2 separate regions of the Sus scrofa genome follow, and region 2 is linked to region 1. Evidence: chromatin contacts called from public HiChIP or PLAC-seq data. All regions are on one chromosome and are shown on one strand. Each heading gives the region's core, a stretch centred on a gene start, on an enhancer-like site or on the middle of the called end of the contact. The rest is flanking DNA. Distances are from core to core; before and after follow the strand shown. Region 1 overlaps CTIF (CBP80/20-dependent translation initiation factor). Region 2 has its middle 34 kb from the start of SMAD7.

Region 1 (2,709 bases), core at 77-2,576:
AAAGCTGCCGGAAATAGGACAAAGACTCTCCCTATATTCTTCCCCCTGATTCCTCAGCTATTAACATTTTACCACATTTGCTTTATCTTTCTCTCTCTCTCTCACATACATTTTTTTTCTGATCTGAGTGAGAGTGAGTTGCCAAAAGGGTGCCTTTTTACTGCTAAATTCTTCACACTGTGTTTCTTTATAAAGATATTTCTCTTGCATTGCCAGGGTACAAGGATCAAAGTCAAGAAACTAACACTGATACAGTACCGTTCTCAACGCCCCACAGTCCCTACCCATCTCTCTTCAGTGATCCTAGAGCATGGCTTACATTCCGTTGTCACATCCCTTTAGTTCCTTTTAATCTGGGGACAGTCCCAAGTCTTTATATTTTATGACACTGACTTTTTATAAGAATGACTTGTTTTTGTAGACAGTCCCTCATTTGGGTTTCTCTGATATTTTCTCACAATATATAGACTCAAGTTCTGTGGCCTGGGGGCATGTTGTGTTTTTATGGGTTTTTTTCCCTAAGATGGTTTTATTTTATTCATTTAAAAAATTTTGATTATAGTTGATTTACAGTGTTTGGTCAACTTCTGTTGTATAGCAAAGTGACCCAGTTATACGTGTGTGTGTGTGTGTATTCTTTTTCTCACATTATCCTCCATCATGTTCCATCACAAGTGATTAGATATAGTTCTCTGTGCTATCCAGCAGGATCTCATTGCTGATCCACTCCAAAAGCAGTAGTTTGCATCTACTAACCCCAAACTCCTAGTCCATCCCACTCCCTTCCCCTCCCCCCAGCAACCACAAGTCTCTTCTCTATGTCCATGAGTTTGTTTCTTTTCTGTGGAAAGGTTCATTTGTGTGGTGTATTAGATTCCAGATATAAGTGATATCATATGGTAATTGTCTTTCTGACTTACTTCTCTTAGTACGAGAGTCTCTAGTTCCATCCATGTTGCTGCAAATGGCATTATTTTGTTCTTTTTATGGCTGAGCAGTATTCCATTGTGTATATATACCACATCTTCTTAATCCATTCATCTGTCAATGGACATTTAGGTTGTTTCCATGTCTTGGCTCTTGTGAGTAGTGCTGTAGTGAACATACGGGTACATGTATCTTTTTCAAGGAAGGTTTTGTCCAGATATATGCCCAGGATTGCGATTGCTGGATCATGTGGTTGCCTTCTTAGTGACCGTATCAGAACATGCATACTGTTCCTTCATCCCAGGATGGGTAATGTTGACTTTGATTACTTGGTTAGGGCCACGTCTGCCAAGTTTCTCCACTGTAAAATTACAACTTTTCCCTTTGCAATTAAGAAATAGTTTGTGGGGAGAGCCTTTGAGACTATGCCAATATTCTGTTCTTCCTCAAACTTTCACCCATTAGCCTCCACTGACGATTCTTGCTTAAAACAATTATTATCAGGGCAGTTGCCAAATGATTTTCTAATTCCACCATTCCTTCTAAGTTTACTAGTTATTTTTCTTTTTTTTTTTTTTTTTTTTTTTTTTTTGGCTGCCCCAAGGCCTGTGGAGTTCCCAGGCTAGGGATCAGATCCGAGCCATTGTTGTGACCTACACTGCAGTGGTGGCAACGCCAGATCCTTAACCCACTGTGCTGGGCCAGGCAGGGATCAAACCTGCATCCCAGCACTTCAGAGACGCTGCCCATCCTGTTAGGCCACAGCAGGAACTCCTGATTTTTAAACTTAACTACTCCAAGCTTCAGGACTCTGCATTTAGGAGCTAGGAAGAGTAACTTATCATCACCTGTCTGAATGTCCCTGAATATGTTTATACACTGAATCCTGGCTGGTGAGTGTTTAATACAAAGGCTACCAGCGCCTTTGTATTAAAGACTGCACTACAGTCTCCTTGCTCTTGGGAAGATTCTAGCCAGAGAACCCATCTGCTGTGTGTCCATGTCCCGAGACTGCAGGGCCAGGGTTGGGGTCCGTGATGTGTATGAAGCTGCATATTGGACTTGTCAGTTCCACCAGCCCTGGCTGAAAAATGTGGCCCGAGGGAGGCCCTAGTCCAGCTAACTCCATTTTACATTTCCTCTCCTTCCCAGGATGGAAAAAACGACCCTTTAGGGACAGAGCAAACCTGTCAGTAATGAAGTTGTGAGGGAGGAGGCAGTCCCTGGAGGGTGGCTGGGTTGTGATGGCTGATGGAGTAAGGCGGGCCGGTAGCCGGCAGCCAGCAGTGTCCCCCGTCTCCCCCAGAGACTGCCCTGGGCTCCTCCACTTTCCATAATGGAGCCGTCATTCCTTTACCTGGATACCCAGGGCAGAGGGGTGAGGGGGCAAGATTTATCACCCAGCCCTGTGGTCATCATCCCTCTTAGCTCCCCACTCACCTGGTTTCCATTTGTAGGTTCATTTGATGAATAAAACCCCTGAGGGGTAGAAAGATTAGGCAGCAGACTGGGACAAAACCAGAATGTGAACCCAGGTGTGTCCGATTTCCAATCTGTCACCAAATCATGCTGCATCTTCAGGTGGCACTCCTGGGGGGCGGGTGCTGCTAGACCCAGTAGGGCTTTGTGGAGGAGGCGCTGATTGCAAAACGGGCAGGTTAGGGATAGGAGGTCTCCATAGCTAACTTACCTCCAGTGATGGCGAGCTCACCACATTTCCATGCAGCCCCTTCCGTTGTAAAGAGGAAGCGCTCCTGAGGAAGTTCCTCCATTAGTTGAGCT
Region 2 (2,709 bases), core at 56-2,555, 170 kb after region 1:
TCCCTAGAAAGAGGCTTCCAGCTCCCTAGTCTCTGGGGCTCCACTGGGCACCAAATAGGCCCCACAGCGAGCCCAGCCTGGCACCCAGGCTACATGCCCTCACCCACCCCCTACCCTCCAGTCAGTGAACTGTTCCTGAATTAATCAAAGTGCTTCCACTGGTGCAAACTCACCCAGGGCTTCCTCCAGCAGCCACTTTGTGTTTGCTAGATTAATTGCAGCTGGGGGACAGGCAGGACTCCATTTTTAGAAAATCATTTCTTTCAGAAGGCGAGGGGCACTTCTGGTTGGGGAAAACTCCTGAGCTGGCAACTCGGGCCTGTGGCTCCAGCACCAGGAAAACCTGGGACTATGCAGGTAGCTCTGCTCATGGGCACCACCCGGGCCCACGCCACCTCCTTCCCCTCCCGGGGTTGGGCCACCCCAGACCACCTGCCCTGGCTCCCACCAGCCTTCACTTCTCGCTCTGGCCTGGCCTGGCCTGGCCTGGGCAGTTTGTTGACACTCTGAGCAGCAAGGAAGCACCCCAATATTGACCCCCCACACACACACATACTGCTAATTGGCTTAGTCGATTGTCTTCTCTCAGCCCCCTTGCTGCACAGCCCCTGCCTATGGCTCCAGGTGAAAAAGAGGGTTGGGGACCCCTCTACGCCACTGCCTTGAATTGAACAGCTAGTAGATTAAGTGCCATGGAGTTTTTTGTAGGTCAAAACAGATAGGACTTCCCGTTGTGGCTCAGCAAGTTAAGAACCCAACTAGTATCCATGAGGATGCAGGTTTTATCCCTGGCCTCCTGTGTTGCCACAAGCTGCGGTGCAGGTTGCAGATGCGGCTCAGATCTGGCATTGCTGTGGCTGTGGTATAGGCCAGCAGCTGCAACTCCAATTTGACCCCTAGCCTGGGAACCTCCATATGCTGCAGGTGGGGCCGTAAAAAGAAAAAGGAAAAACGAAACAACAACGAACAGTCAGATATGAGGAGTCCCTCCTGGTTCAGCCTAATGAGCCCACAGCTAGCTCTTCAGTGCATTCCCCCCAATCCCCCTCCTGGCCCCACCATGCAGGCATAAGGCCCACTTTATGTTTCAGAAATTGAGGTTCAGAGAGCTTAAGTGACTTACCCAAGCGAGCACTCAAACCTCGGTCTCTCTGACTCCAAAACACAGGACCCTGAGTCACATCCCCTGAGTCAGACCCCCACCCACCAGCCCGGCACGCGTTGGGTCACCGTCTAGGGCTGTGCCTCCAGCATAGCTGCAGTGACTACACGCAGACGGCTGGAAGCTCCTCTGGAGGCTGAGCGTGGGGGCCTAATTGTCAGGAATTCTGTTTGCTGTGGGCTTGGGTGCAGTTCCATCCTCTGCCCCCTCAGGCTGTACGTGGGTGTCCTGGGCAGATCAGTCACCTGGAGAGGGTCTGCTCTTCCGGGACCGGCCAAGCCTGCCTGCCTGGTGCCACAGTGCAGGCCGAGGGCGCACACACCAGGAAAATCCAGCGTGGTACACACAAATCTGTACAAACGTCGGGTGGTGTTTCCATTGGCAATCAGATCGGCTTGATCTTTTCAGACCAGAACTTGTTTTAGGGAAAACGTATGTCCAACTCCGTCACCCTTGACCCAGGCCTGCCCGTAGAGATGAGATAGTACAGAGGTGATGAAATCCGATGCTACCACTTACCAGCCAGGGGACCTTGGGCCACTCCTTAACCTCAGTTTATTCATCTGTAGAATGGGGCTCATGAGACCGGTATCTGCTTATAGGATGGTTATAAGGATTATAGCAGATAATCCCAATGTAAAATGCTTGGAACTCTGCTTACCACATAGTCACAACACAATCAGTCTGGCTATTAGTATCATTATTTCCATCCCAAACTAAGCCCACAGTTCTGGCTCTCCCTCCCTCACGGGGACAAGCCTTGTGCCAGAAATTGTTAGGGCAGTGGATCCTCAGAGAGGTCCCAGCTGAGACCCCAGAGTGCCAAAAGCTTACTGTTCAGTGGGGGAGAGAGGCTCTTACACCACTGATGTCTCTTTAGAGCAGAAATTTGTAAGAAGGAGGCTTCCTGGAGGAAGTGTGGTCTGAGCTGCATCCTGAAGGGTGGGACAACCCAAATGAAGAAGGGACTGGATAGTACTTGCTCAGAGGCACGTAAACAAAGTATGTTTAAAGAACTGCAAGTCACTCTGCCTGCCCGGGACAGAGGGGATGTGTGTGTGTGTGCACACGTGTGTTATGTGTGTATGTGTTATGTATGTATTCTGTTTAAGTATGTATAGGTGTGTGCCTGCTTTGTGTTATATGTGTATATGCATATGTGTTGTGCATGTGTGTTATATGTGTGCATGTTGTGTCTGCATGTGTATGTTATGGGTGTATATGTGTGTGTTATGTGTGTGTGTTTGCATGTGTGTTATGTGCATACATGTATGTTTGTTGTGTGTGTGTTATGTATGTATTCTGTATATGTGTGTATGTGTATGACCGCTTTGTGTTATATGCATGCATGTTTATGTATCGTGTGTGTGTGTCTGTATATGTGTGTGCGTGTGTATGTTATGGGGTGTATGTGTGTATTGTGTGTCTGCATGTGTGTTATGCGTGTGTATGTGTGGGTCTATATATGTATGTATTGTGTGTCTGCGTGTCTGCGTGAGTATGTGTGTGTTAAAGGGTGAGGCTGGCAGAGGCAGATGCTGAAAGGG

The links. HiChIP or PLAC-seq counts read pairs in DNA pulled down with a chosen protein or histone mark.
Region 2: a contact with region 1 is called in an H3K27ac HiChIP or PLAC-seq map of alveolar macrophages. The contact joins two enhancer-like sites. A contact is called at or near these places in 1 of 47 Hi-C or Micro-C datasets (embryonic fibroblasts) and 1 of 2 datasets of contacts at active chromatin or transcription factors (alveolar macrophages).

What each region holds. Positions count from the first base shown.
Region 1 is chr1:98,338,070-98,340,778 of Sscrofa11.1, forward strand. All of the region lies in intron 7 of CTIF (CBP80/20-dependent translation initiation factor), which reads left to right. Among named protein-coding and RNA genes, the nearest start is that of TRNAD-GUC, 110 kb to the left of the region's middle. Within about 2 kb of position 1,327, at least 2 of the 83 cell types and tissues checked have an H3K27ac peak or open chromatin away from gene starts, as enhancers often do. A contact at or near this core is called in alveolar macrophages, where this site is marked.
Region 2 is chr1:98,507,131-98,509,839 of Sscrofa11.1, forward strand. No RefSeq gene overlaps it. Among named protein-coding and RNA genes, the nearest start is that of SMAD7, 34 kb to the right of the region's middle. Within about 2 kb of position 1,306, at least 10 of the 83 cell types and tissues checked have an H3K27ac peak or open chromatin away from gene starts, as enhancers often do. A contact at or near this core is called in alveolar macrophages, where this site is marked.